Linked DNA regions of Sus scrofa: region 2 is linked to region 1. A link is a contact called in public Hi-C data. All regions are on one chromosome and are shown on one strand. Each heading gives the region's core, a stretch centred on a gene start, on an enhancer-like site or on the middle of the called end of the contact. The rest is flanking DNA. Distances are from core to core; before and after follow the strand shown.

Evidence for each region. A called contact is a pair of places that touch in the nucleus more often than the background predicts.
Region 2: a Hi-C map of skeletal muscle shows a contact between it and region 1, with 6 times the contacts expected there. The contact joins the promoter of SRSF1 here to the promoter of MSI2 in region 1. A contact is called at or near these places in 5 of 47 Hi-C or Micro-C datasets (embryonic fibroblasts, heart right ventricle, mesenteric adipose tissue and 1 more) and 1 of 2 datasets of contacts at active chromatin or transcription factors (skeletal muscle).

The regions. Positions count from the first base shown.
Region 1 is chr12:33,533,744-33,540,713 of Sscrofa11.1, reverse strand. MSI2 (RNA-binding protein Musashi homolog 2-like) reads right to left here and starts at 3,439. Exons shown (of 13, transcript NM_001315780.1): 1 at 3,378-3,439; 2 at 3,045-3,085; 3 at 2,651-2,732; 4 at 1,848-1,932. The coding sequence starts at 3,439. LOC110256167 (a long non-coding RNA gene) reads left to right here and starts at 3,768. Exons shown (of 3, transcript XR_002337445.1): 1 at 3,768-4,375.
Region 2 is chr12:34,278,236-34,285,205 of Sscrofa11.1, reverse strand. It overlaps SRSF1 (serine and arginine rich splicing factor 1), which reads left to right and starts at 3,088. Exons shown (of 4, transcript NM_001038007.1): 1 at 3,088-3,371; 2 at 3,807-3,991; 3 at 4,338-4,510; 4 at 4,714-6,841. The coding sequence starts at 3,178. The coding sequence ends at 4,908. LOC110256034 (a long non-coding RNA gene) reads right to left here and starts at 3,798. Exons shown (of 2, transcript XR_002337195.1): 1 at 1-3,798.

The DNA of each region.
Region 1 (6,970 bases), core at 2,190-4,689:
AACAGAAAAGAAAACTACCAAAAATGAAAACATGAGTTAGTTAGGTACAGCTCTACTTACTGGAGCTACAAATCCTCTAGGAAAAGACTAGGGGACTATTTTGGATGTGAATGGCCGTTACCTAAACAAAGCTTTTAAGGTAACGGGTAAACAAGATCCTCGCTTCCATGTCAATAAACCAACCGCGTCTGCCTCCTGCACTGCACGTTGAAACAAAGTCAAAAGCTAGGTTATACTACATAATAGCCACCTAAACATGTCTACAAACAATTAGGGAGGGACCACCACAGGCCTTGCACCTGATACGGCGGCGAGAGATGACCCACCACCAGCCACGAGAGAAATCAAGTACTGTATTTCTCCAACCCAGGGTGGGCAGAGGGATGGATACCAAATTCCCCAATTTGCCTTGAAACATCTTTCCCCGTTAATGTTACTCGCTTTTTGAAATGTCTAGCCACGAAGTCAAGGAGATAAGAATTCTTCAGACATCAGGGATCACCCTGCAAACCCTGTCCCTGAAATTTAATGACCTAAAAGTACACCAGTACTTTGGGCCACAAGTTACCACAGGTCCAATGCAATTAATAAGGCAACTTAAAGTGTGTGTGTGGGGGGGGGGGGTCTTCTCCAGAGCTGGGGAGGAGGCATGCACCTGATGTCTGATCAGAGAAACAGGGTGAATTTGCAAAATCAATTCAAGGGCACCAAAGGTGGCCAGGTTTTGCTTTTCAGCTCTTCCATACAGGGTTAAAGCCCAAAAGGACTTCAAGACTGCTCTGTCCCACTCCTTTATTTTACAGAAGAGGAAACTGTGGCCTAGAGGCAGGGAACAACTTGCCGGGTCTTGAACCAGCAGCTGGGCCTAGAATCAGATTCCTTGCCTTCTCCCTCCCACCCACCCACCACAGAGGCGAAGCCCCCAGCAGCCCAGCACTGCATCCCAGCACCACCTCGGATCCCCTGCCCCTGCTTTAGGTGGACGTACAAAAGCCAGTACTGAAATTCTCCTAGACAGACACACAGGGAAGGCAGGAGAGCCAGCATAAATCAGATCAACTCCCCTCCCACTCCCCCATAAAATGTATTATTATCCACTGATACTTTCTTCCCTTCTGGCCTCAAAGAGACTTTTACCCCCCTCAACCCTGGACTTGAAAACCTTCTAATGCTATAAAAGTACCCACACTCAAAATAAAGGATCGAGGGAAAGAAAAGAAAAGAAAAAGAAAAAGAAAAAAAAAAAAAAAAGACACGTTGAAACCCAAGGCCTTATCAGCCTTAGATTTCACACCATCTGGAGTCACCCACTGCCTGCCCAGCTTGGCTCTGTAAAGCCTCTTTCTTTCCCTTCTCAAACCACATTCCCAGCCCGAAGTGCCCAAGAGGAACCTGTTGCCTGGACTGTGATTAGCGCCCCCTCACCTCCTTCCGCCCCCTGTCCCCCTCCGCCAAGCAGGCTGTGCCTTCTAAGAGCCAATTCCTACAGCCACAGTTGGTAACGCGGGCTGTGCTCGGCTGACAAAGAAAAGTTGCCTCGGCTCTCTCTCGGTGGTGGAGTTTCTTTGCATGGTCCTTTGGCCTGGAAGATAGCCTCTCCCCAAGCCGACCCCTCCCCCAAGCCTAGGCTGGGCAGCCTCAGGGGCTGCAGGGAAACAAGCTCTAAAAAGAAAACCCCCAACCCAGCCGTCGCAGCAAACTTTAGAACCAACTCGCAAGCTCTACTTCAAAGTACCCACTTCTCAGCACAGCAGCAAAAGAAGGCACTGTCTCTTTAAATAGGGCTGTCAATGCCCAGATCGGTCCTGAAAAGGGGCGAACAACAACAACAAGGAAAAGCAACCTACCGTCTTGGAATCTAACTCGTGGTGGGGCTGACCTAGTACTTTATCTACACTTGCTGGGTCTGCGAACGTGACGAAACCGAAGCCTCTGAAATGAGACAAAGAGGGAGAAAAACAAACAAGAAAATGTGACACCGTTGAGAGCAACAAGGAGTGAGCCCCAACGCAGAATGGAAAGCAAAAAGTTGCCCCCACGCACCCCCACTCCCCGGCGCCCTCCCCACCCCCTCCTGCCTACAGCCCTCCGCCTCCCAAGGAAACACATCAAGGTTAATGGGGGAAGTGGAACGGGGGCAGGGCGGCTGGAGGTAACTTGGAGAACGCTGGTATCTCCACTCTTTCGCCACCTCAATCTCTCTCCTCCTCCTCCTCCCTTCCCTTTCTTTAACGCTTTGTTTTATTCCGAAGAAAACCCAGCACTTAGAGGAGATTCATCCAGCTTTCCAAGAGGGGCTTTAAGAGTTTGGGGAACTGGGAGTGCGGGGAAAGGATACATAGGGAAGGGAGGGGAAAAAAAAGAAAACTATGTGGAAAGTGAATGGAAGCTGAATGTCATTTGAAACAGGAGAAAAAGAAGCGACGGAGAAATGACTTAAAGCAGAAACATGGGCATCTCTGTAGCCAGAGTTCAGCCCCAATTAATAACCTTTGGGGTTAATGGGGGGGGGAGACTGAGCGACGTTCGAAATCAGCCACATGCCTGAGCCCCATTCTAAATCCGCTTAGCTACTACCGAAGACACCTCCAAAAATAACACTTAAACTTTCTTCTAAAATAAAGACAAAATCCAGAAGGGAATGGTTTACCTGGAGCGTTTCGTAGTGGGATCTCTCATGACCATACATTCTCTAATTTCTCCAAATTTGCTAAAATAGTCTCTAAGGCTATCTGTAGAGAGAAAGAGAGAGATGGGGGGGGAGAAGGTGTGGGGAAAAAAAAAAGCAATGCAAATTTTGATCAAGGACAAAAACCAAAAGTAGTTTTCTGTTGTTATTCTGGGGGGTTTTTTGCACACGCGGGGGAAATTCGGCAACAGAGGTCGCGTAGAGGGCTCGGAAAGGATTTGCTATTTAAAAAAATAACCTTGCACAGGAGAAGTGGGGAGCCAATGGCGGGGGGGGGCTCCTACACCGGGATAACAAAGAGCAATAAAGAAGCCAAGAAGGGGGGGACCCAGGCGTCCCCCCCTCCCTCCCTTACCTGGTGAGGTCTGCCAGCTCAGTCCACCGATAAACATTTTACTAGAGGGAGAAAACATAACAGAAGTGAGCACCGATGTCAGATCGGCCATTTTGACGTGTAACTTACAAAAGCTAAAAGGAAAGCAGGGGGGAGCGAGCGAGCGAGAGCCGGGAGGTGGGGTGGGGGAGAAGGTGACGGCGAAATGCAATCCAAAGGTGTGTAACTTCCACGGGGGGGCGCGCGGGAGGGGCGGGGGGGCGCGGGAGATGCCCGGCTCCGCGCACCGCCGTCCCCGCCGCTGCAAGGAGAGCGAGCCCGAGGCGGCGCGGTGGGCAGCGGCTGGAAACTTACCCGGGGTCGTGCTGGGAGTCGTTGGCGCTGCCCGAGGTGCCTTGGCTCCCATTTGCCTCCATATCTGAGCCCCCCCGCCCCCCCACCCCCAAAAAACCGAGCCCCACAGCGATCGGAGCGGAGCGGCGGCCGGCTCCGAGCCCCGAGATCTCCCGCTCCCTCCTCCCCCTCCTCCTCCCCCCCGCCCGGGCTCCTCCGAATCTCTCAGCGAGCGGCGGAGCCGGGGCAGCGGCGAGAGCCGTCACACGTGGGCTCGGCTTAGCTCAGCCCCGCTGCTCGCACACCCCCCGTCCCCGCCCCCCCGGCCCATCCCCACCTCTCCCCCTCCTCCTCCCCACCCCCATCCCCTCCTCCTCCCCCTCCTCCCGGCGCACGTGGGGCGGAGTTCTAGAACGTCGTGTAACCAATGCCGGTGACGTCACGCACCCCGGTGCGGCCCCCGCCTGCCGCGCGCGCACACTCGGCCCCCCGCAGCCGGACCCACGGGGGCGGTGCGCGAACCCCGCGGCCCGAGGGGCCCCGCCTCCGGGCGGGCCGGGCCGGGGGGCGGGGGGAGCGCACCCCGACTTCCCTCGATCACATGGGCTGCGTGGGGAGGGTGGATCGGGGGAGGGGGAAGCGCGGGGAGCTGGCCACCGCTCCGCACTCGGGCTGGGGAGAAGACGCCCCCCACCCCTTCTAGGTCGGCCTCTCCATTCAAGTTCCCCAGCCCCAGCCGCCGGGATCCGGGGATGGCACCAGCCGCCCTCCCGGCTCTGCGCCCTTTTTCCAGCCACCGCGCAGAAATTTAGGTCAAGGACGTCGGGATCAAACCCAGACCCTGGCGCTCCTCGGGCGGCCCCCGAGACCCCTCTAGGTCGGGGGCCTTCAGGATTGCGGAGACCCTCCCGCACCAACGCCAGCCACAAGTTTTATTTTCCTCTCGCGCTGGAAGTTCTCTCTGGCTCTCGCTCCAAACCGGCACGTCTTGCGCCGCTCCCCGCCCTTCCCTGGCAGAGGTACGAAATCCGTGCCCGGGAAAGGTTATTTTGGAACTTTGAGGAAACTGACGCGATTCCAGTGGTGAGAAAATGCCGAAGAAAGGGTTTCCGCGTTAATCATAGGGAGTTTAAAAAATATAATAAAATAGGTTTATAGGGGTCAAGGTCAAATGATTGGAGTTCAAATCAAATTTTTGCGTATAAAGAGAAATAGTTTGGGAGCACCTCCGGGAGGGCTGGGAAGGGTGGTTATTTGAGGAAACCCCTCTCAACCCCTTCGTTTTATGTATGTCTTATTGTTTCTATGCTGAGGTAGAGAAGTGCATGAAATGTAAATTAAGACCAAGCCCCCCACCATCTGTGGAGGTAGCTGAGGGTGGCAGAAGGCTTCAAATACGCTCACCCTGGCCACCTTAGGAGTAGTGGTGCAGCACAGGTCCTGGTACACAGTAGGTGCTTAAAAAGTGCTGCTTCTCATCCTTTCCCGCACTGATAACTCCAAAAAGACGTTTCTGTAGCTTCCCCCAAACATCTCACATTTAAACAGCAAATTTCAGGCGGGCCAAATTCAGGCTGGATTCAATTTATGGGGTATTTAAAACAATAAGGATGTAATTATCCTTATTGTTTTAAATCATTACAATAAATTGAGTTAATATGGCATGAGGGGCAACATAAAGTTGTGGTTCATCAAATACTCAGATTAATGTTAAGCATGAATTGATGCCCAATTAACACTTTTCCATTCATTTTCATTGGATTAGGACACAATGGAATACACTCAATGCCAAAACTGTACCAAATCCACTGTGGCTCTTGGGAAAATGGAATCTTTGGAAAATCCCAACATCAGCCAAAGCCTTGAGTGACCAGACTCTTATTAATCTGTCTCCTAAACTGGGATCATTCTTCCTTGATAGAGGGAGGGGAGGGATTGAAATGAACACATGGAAAAGTCCCTTTTTGATTGCAAGCCCACATGAGCTGTGAGCTGTGTGCCTTATCAATCATTACTTCATGTGATTTTTAGAAGGCACTTTAAAACTTTAAACCCAAGCATTTTCCCTCCCTCCAAACTGCTTTCCGAATCATCTGGGGTCCTGTGTATGGAAGAGCCAGTTGTTATTACGGTAATTGTTTATTGTGGCTATTCTCAATACCAAACAGAGCTAATTGGATTTTGTGTGGGATTTTTACACGAGACCCGCAGACCATCAGAGGCAGAAAGGCCTTTCCTGGTCCAACCCCTCATCTTACATCGGGGAGCCCAGAGGAACCAGGCTTTCCAGGCTACGCCCCACCTCCACCTGTCAGTTCCTTACAGGGGCTCTGGCCATCAGTCCCACGCCCTCTGGCTCTGCTGCAGACACATGTATTCTGTCCTTCTCAAGGACAGAGAGTGGGGTGCCCTTGTTCCCTGTTGCAGACCTGCGTGCGCTGAACAGAACTGAAACCCTGCGAGGGGCCGGTGCTGCAGTTATAAAGTCAGTGGCTGAGAGAAAGTTGGAGCTTAAATCACCAACACTACGTGGTTTCTATTTATTTAATTTTAATTTCTATGCAGTAACGTTGACTCTTCTGGGCCTGTAATTCGGAGTTTTGACAAATGCATGGAGGCGAGTAACCCCCACCATAACCAAGTTACAGATGTTTCTTTGCATAATATACGTAATGGTTTATTATTATTATTTCCATTATTGTTATTATTGTGCATTTCTCCTCTAACTCACTCCCTCTGTGTATTCCCTGGGCCAGCAGAATTCCAGGACCATGTCAGTCTGCCACACTCTTGGTCTTCTAAAGCCCATGACACTGGGACACGCCTTTCTTGTCACACTCTTCCCTTGGCAACCTTGATACCCACACCCTCCTGGTTTGCATCCTCCTCTCCAGCCATTCCTCCTCTCTTTGCCCTGACTCCTCCTCCTCTGCCTTTCCTTTAAATATTGGTATTCATTCTCTCCCGCATTTACACTCTTTCCGTGTGTGAGAACCTCTGAAGCATGGGTTCAGTACCCCCTACATGCTGATGTCACTCAAATTAAAATCTCTCGGAGTTCCCGCCGTGGCTTGGTGGTTAAGAAATCCGACTAGAAACCATGAGGTGGCGGGTTCGATCCCTGGCCTCGCTCAGCGGATTAAGGAGCCGGCATCACCATGGGCTGTGGTGTAGGTTGCAGATGCAGCTTGGGTCCCGTGTTGCTGTGGCTCTGGTGTAGGCCGGCAGCTACAGCTTGGATTAGACCCCTAGCCTGGGAACCTCCATATGCTGCGGGTATGGCCCTAGAAAAGACAAAAAAAAAAAAAAAAATTAAAATCTCCCTCCAGCTCTGGTTAATTTCTTATTCAATATCCCCTCTTAGCCTTCCCAAAGGTCCCCCAAACTCAGCCTATCCAAAACCACATGCACGCTCTTTTCCCCTAAATCTGACCCTCCTTTAAGGTTCCCTCTCTGCATGAACAATCCTCAGCCATCTTCAAGACAAGGTTGGCCCCTCTCCAGGTTGACACCTTCCCATGTGCAATCCGTCAGGAAGAACTGTTGGTTTTACTTCTTAATCTCAAATTCACCTTTCCTGCTACTGCAGCTCAGATGTCCTACTGGAGCCGCTG
Region 2 (6,970 bases), core at 1,839-4,338, 740 kb before region 1:
TGGGTTACGGGTCCAGCGTTGCCTTAAGCTGTGGTATAGGTCCCAGACACAGCTCGGATCTGGCGCTGCTGTGACTCTGGCATAGGCCAGGGGCAACAGCTCCAACGAGACTCCTAGCCTGGGAACCAGCCCCAAAAAAGACAAAAAAAAAAAAAAGAAAAAGAAAAAGAACTGCCTCACCCCGCCCCCAGCCCCAAACAAATGAACAAATGGTTTGGATATTTGTTGTCTTGCTTTTTACTCTTGTGGACCAAAACATGCCAGTCTGGGACACTGACAGTAGAAGATCACACCCTTAAATGTAATCATTTTCAGCTAATGTCATCCTAGGAGATCTGATAAACAGCCGCCCAGACTTTTCCTGCTAGCTCCTGACCTTGTCATAGACCCTAGAACCTATAATTTGGTGACATTCAAATAAAATAAGAGAAGCTGATAGAGAAATAAGAATGTCCTATTCACTGTATACTAAATTCTACCCGCATACCTGAACAAAATCAGAAATGGCTGCATTAAATTGGACAAGAATAAATCGAAGCAAATTCATAGTTTTCTTATTTTTCTGGAATGAAGATGCCTTGAAATTATAAGCACTTATGTTTAAACTACTTTGGTTTATCAACTTAATATTAATCAACAGAAGACAAATCTGAATAACAACAAGTGAATGGAGAAAGTTAGAACAGAAAGAAACTGTGCTCAGTAAACCTACTGAATGTAAGAACCAACACATTGTACACCTGCAATTAAAAAAAAAAAAACCTCTCATCTCTTCTGCTACTAACCAAATAGGACTAAATAAATTTGTTGAAATAGTGTCCCTTTTAGTCAGCTTCTCATTTTAAAAATTATCAGTGTCTTCTTTTAAATTGAAAGTTTGGTTTAAAAATATATCATTGAGGAGTTCCTGTTGTAGCTCAGCAGGTTAAGAATCCGACTTGGGAGTTCCTGTCGTGGCACAGTGGTTAACGAATCCGACTAGGAACTATGAGGTTGCGGGTTCGGTAGCTGCCCTTGCTCAGTGGGTTAAGGATCCGGCGTTGCCGTGAGCTGTGGTGTAGGTTGCAGACGCGGCTCGGATCCCGAGTTGCTGTGGCTCTGGCATAGGCCAGTGGCTACAGCTCCGATTCGACCCCTAGCCTGGGAACCTCCATACGCTGTGGGAGCGGCCCAAGAAACAGCAAAAAGACAAAAAAAAAAAAAAAAAAAAAAGAATCCGACTAGTATCCATGAGGAGGCGAGTTCGATCCCCAACCTTGCTCAGTGGGTTAAGGACCCAGCGTTGCCGCAAGCTGTGGCATAGGTCACAGATGCAGCTCAGATCCTGCATTGCTGTGGCTGTGGTGTAGGCTGGCAGCTGCAGCTCTGATTTTAACCCTAGCCTGGAATCTTCCACATGCCGCAGGAAGAAAAAAAATATCTATCATTGGAGGATGATCTAAAAGACAAAAAAACTGTGCGATACCCAGTTTTGAAAACCATCAGATTTCAAGGACTACTACTAAAGATCTTCTGTGAATCTGTTGAGCAGCAAATTAAATTTGCATTTTGGGATTACTGAGAACACTGTTAAAATACATGCAATCGCCTTTTAGAACTGAAAACATGACCTTCTGAAAAATCTTTTTAAGGCACTTTGGATCTTGAATATACTGTTTCCTTCTTTACTGTGACTGCCATGATGACTAGGGTCAAATTTGTAATCCATCTTTAGAACTCACAAATTTTTACTGCAGCCATTTTGTGTATTAACTTTATCCATGACTTCATTTTAATTTCCCCTTATATTCTCCGTGATTTCTCCATTCAATTGCAATAACGTTTTCTGGTATCTCTGTAAACAGCATCACATCACTGGGGAGAGGGATTGATGCGAATAAATAAAAATGAAGAAAATCATCCTCTCAATCAGGGTGCAGACCTGTTTCAGCATATTTATGACAGGGTTTTTTTTTTAATTTGAATTCACCATTAATATTTTAAAATCCCAGTATTTCATATAAAAATCCAGATTTCAGATGGCTCCGTGGCAAAATGTAACAAGTTCTTATCTCCCTGGACCAACATGCTGGCGAGATGAGTCCTTAAGCCGCCACTTCGGTCTCCAGTGGTCACAGAAATCCTCACACATCCACTTTGCTCATTCATATTACCTGAGAGATTTGCTAATGAGTTCCAAAAAAGGAAGGAACGTCAGGATTCTGCAATACAAACAGGAGGGCGCGCGTCTTTTTCGTTCTTTGAAAGACGTTGTAGAAATAACAGACACAATTCATTCTGCAAACCTTCACTGGACCTCTCCGCTGCGCTGGGCCCTGGCGATAGGTGATTTAAAAAAGAAGCAGAGGTCTGGGTCCTGGTTGGCTGATGCCGCCAGGAATTACCGCCACGAGCACAAGGAGCGTTGAACTGAGGTCAGTTCTGAACCGAAGGTGGAACGGTACTTAGCGTAGAATATTTATTAAAGCGTCTCAGCCAGGTTCCCCTGCATTAGACAGTCGTCCAAGCAGTCCACGGCCCGTTCGCAGATGGGGCGGGAAGACAAAGTCACGTCTCGGCTCCGCGTTGATTCACCCGCAACGCGACTCCTGAACGAGGTGCACTCTCCAAGGATGCCCGTGTTTCCGGAGCAACCGCCTGGTCCCTCCCCCTTTGACTCCGCCCCCGGCAGTCTTTCCCGCCAAAGGCCGTTAACAGCGCAGAGCATGGTGGGACCTAGCTTTAGGCTAGGTTTCACCAAATACTTTCAAGACGCCGTTTTTTTGAGAGAAACATTCCTGAGGAAACTGCTGATTCTTTAGGATTCGACAGAGATTAATAACCCCTTTTACGAGAGCTCTATATTTAATTTTGCCACAAGGCTGGTCACTCCCTTATTAAACCCCTCGACAAATCGGGAAGGCGGGAACTTTTTTCCCTTCGCGCGGAGGGTGACGTCGCGCTTGCGCGAGCGTCACTCTCGCAGCACCCGTTACGCTCTTGCGCGTGCGTAGTGAGATCGAATAGCTGCTTCCTCCCGCTTCTCTTCCTCCCTCCCCCCCATATCCGTGCGCCGAGCTGATAAAGGCGCCATTTTGGAGGGGCCGCGGGAGACGTGGTGTCGCTGCGGGCTCGCTCTCCCGCTCGCTAGGCTTGGTGGGAAGGCCTGTTCTCGAGTCCGCGCTTTTCGTCGCCGCCATGTCGGGAGGTGGTGTGATCCGTGGCCCGGCAGGGAACAACGATTGCCGCATCTACGTGGGTAACTTACCTCCAGACATCCGAACCAAGGACATTGAGGACGTGTTCTACAAATACGGTGCTATCCGCGACATCGACCTGAAGAATCGCCGCGGAGGACCGCCCTTCGCCTTCGTTGAGTTCGAGGACCCGCGGTGAGGCGGCCAGGGGCTTGCGGCCTTGAGGAAATAGGTTGGAGTAGTTGGGGAAGGCTCCGGGGCCTTCACTTGGGGAATGGGGCGGTGGGTTCTTGGGTTGGGGGCCAGACGATATCGCCCATGCAGGAGTCGAGTAAGGAGCCGAGTCGGCGTGGCTCCTCTGGTGGCCGGGCCCCACGGACGTCCCTAGAGCCGACTCGCAGGCTCGGAGCGGGAAACTGAGGCGCCGAGGGCTGCTGGAGTGGTCGGGAGCCTGGCGTGCTTCTGGGTGGGGGAGGGGCCGTTCCTATTATGCGGCGCATGTGGGCTCTTCCACCCCGGTGCGCATGTGCGGGGGCCCGCTCGCTCCCCGGCGGAGTGAGCCGCCCCTCCTGGCCCTTTTTTTTTTTTTTTCTTCTTTTCCTTACCCCTTGGCTTTCTCTGGTCACGCAGAGACGCAGAAGACGCGGTGTATGGTCGCGACGGCTATGATTACGATGGATACCGTCTGCGGGTGGAGTTTCCTCGAAGCGGCCGTGGTACCGGCCGAGGCGGCGGCGGGGGTGGTGGCGGCGGGGCTCCCCGAGGGCGCTATGGCCCCCCATCCAGGCGTTCTGAAAACAGAGTGGTTGTCTCTGGTGAGTTGGCGGGTCCGTGCGGATTGATGATAAGGGGACCGCACACCGTTTTGAAGTTTTTCTTGGTGTTTTCATGCCAGGTCTTCACTTAAACCGGAGTGCCTTGGGTGACTTTAGTTAACAAGGACTACTCTATTTGAGACTTAGCGAATTAGGTTGCAGTACCTAGAAGATAAGAAGAGCCTTAACTTTACAAATAATTTTGGACTCTTGATTCCGAACTCTTTTAACAGCTCGTTAAACGGGATGTTAAAGACCGTTGGTTTTAAGTCTTGTTTTAATGTAACCTTTATGTTTAATGTGAAACTTAGGATAATTGGTATTGAAAGAAAACGCACTTTTTCAGGACTGCCTCCAAGTGGAAGCTGGCAGGATTTGAAGGATCACATGCGTGAAGCAGGTGATGTATGTTATGCTGATGTTTACCGAGATGGCACTGGTGTCGTGGAGTTTGTACGGAAAGAAGATATGACCTATGCAGTTCGAAAACTGGATAACACTAAGTTTAGATCTCATGAGGTAGGTTATATTCTTTTCCTTGGCCAGAATTGGATACAGTGGTCTTAACAGTGGAATTTGAAGGTAAGATTCAGGCAAGGGTGTCCAAGTAAAAACCCAGTAAAGTGCCAGATTTCTGGTTTGAGTTACGTTGATTCATTCAGCATGCCTGAAGACAGGTGAAAGCTTAGATCTTTCAATCGAAAGTTCTGTCTATCCAATAGGGAGAAACTGCCTACATCCGGGTTAAAGTTGATGGGCCCAGAAGTCCAAGTTATGGAAGATCTCGATCTCGAAGCCGTAGTCGTAGCAGAAGCCGTAGCAGAAGCAACAGCAGGAGTCGCAGTTATTCCCCAAGGAGAAGCAGAGGATCACCACGCTATTCTCCCCGTCATAGCAGATCTCGCTCTCGTACATAAGATGATTGGTGACACTTTTTTGTAGAACCCATGTTGTATACAGTTTTCCTTTATTCAGTACAATCTTTTCATTTTTTAATTCAAAACTGTTTTTGTTCAGAGTGGGCTAAAGTGTTGAATTGCATTCTTGTGTAATATCCCCTTGCTCCTAACATCTACATTCCCCTCATGTCTGATAAATTGTATTTTAAGTGATGTCATAGACAGGATTGTTTAAATTTAGTTAACTCTCCATGCTCTTCAGACTGTGATACTGTGTAAATGTCTATTCTGCTCTGGTTTGTGTGAACTGGGATGTTGGGGGTGTTGGTGGTTATCTTACCTGGGGAAGTTCTTATGTTTATCTTGCTTTTCATGTGTCTTTCTGTAGACATATCTGAAGAGATGGATTAAGAATGCTTTGGATTAAGGATTGTGGAGCACATTTCAATCATTTTAGGATTGTCAAAAGGAGGATTGAGGAGGATCAGATCAATAATGGAGGCAATGGTATGACTCCAAGTGCTATTGTCACAGATGAAATTGGCAGTATTGACCTTATACTAAAAGGCAAGGGTTTAAAGTGATTATATACATCTATCTTAAAACACTTGAAAACATTTTATGCAGTTATATTTGGCTACAATTGCTTTACTCTTTAAAACTCTGGCAATTGTGGCAAAATTACATGGCCCATTTTGTAACAATTTGTTTTGCTCCCTTCCCTTTTTTGTTTTATTAGGGACTAATGTGGGAAGAACTGATTAATTTGTCACAGTGCTTAGTTACAACTGTTAATGTGTGACCTGCTGTTGGTGTACTTGTGGGTACAGGGTGTCTTTAATTCCAACCAGATAGAGTATAATATCAATACTGCTAAATCTGCATGTCCTCTGTGTGACTGATATAATAGCGTTGCTACTTCATTTTTTTAAGACAAAATGAAAGCAAAATAATAGAATTCCAATTTATTGGTGTAGATAATCTAGTTGGGAATACTTTTTAAGTCTCACGTTCCCCTTTAATATTCATAATTGACTCATGTTTAAAACACTTTAATTTACAAATTAAATTGCAGTTGGGAGCATTAGATTTAGTTTAGACTTAGGTGGGTAGCAATACCAGTAAACTTTTAAACTACATAACTTTTTGCAACCACAAAACCTGTAATACGCTGTACAGTAACAAGTGTTGGCATTATCAGTTGAACTGTAAATATAAAATGCTTCTTCCAGTTAGTCTCTATGATGATTAAGTTTCTAAAATTTATCTGAACACCATTCAGAAACTTGTTTTGGGGAATTTGATAGTTATTGATGTACATCTGTTAAACTGATGACAGACATAACTCATCATTCCCCAGAAACCTTTTTTGATTACAGTATCTAACATTTTGCCTCCTCTTTTTTGGTTTTGCTGGTTATAAAGGTTTGGATTGGAGAGGGCTCACTGGATCCCAATCCTTGGAGCTGGATCATTGGATTCAAATCATAATGTGGATAGGATAGGGAGGATGAATTACAAGGATTCATGGAGCGGGATCAGATTACCAGGAACATAGGAGTGGATTCCTGCCCCAACCAAACCGCATTCGTGTGGATTTTTTTTTTTTTTTTTTTTTTATTCAACTTAATTGGCTATTCCAAAGATTTTTTTTTTTTTCCTATTTTTGACGATTGGAGCCCTTAAGATGCACGATGGAATTGTGTTTTGCATTTTTGGTAAAAGGAGCAAAGCGAGGACCTGGAGATAAACGCTGGAGCAATCTCCTTGGAAGGATTCAGCACGAGTAGATGGTAAACATTTAAAGGGGAAAGGGGGGGTTTGTTTAAAATAGTAAATCAGTAAGTCACTTCTAAATTTAAAGAAAACAAAATTGGAGTTGAAGAATAAGTAGGTTTCCAATTGGCTATTGCCATTTTTCTTTGAAAAAAATAAACATTTTTTAAAAAACTATGCATGGTTGTCCTTTTTCCTCTTGTAAGATTTTTTTTTACTGAGTGACTTAACTAGTCTCACTTTAAATTTATAAGATACTGATTCTCGTGTTTATGTGTTAGTAAATTAAAGGTTCTTTGAAGTT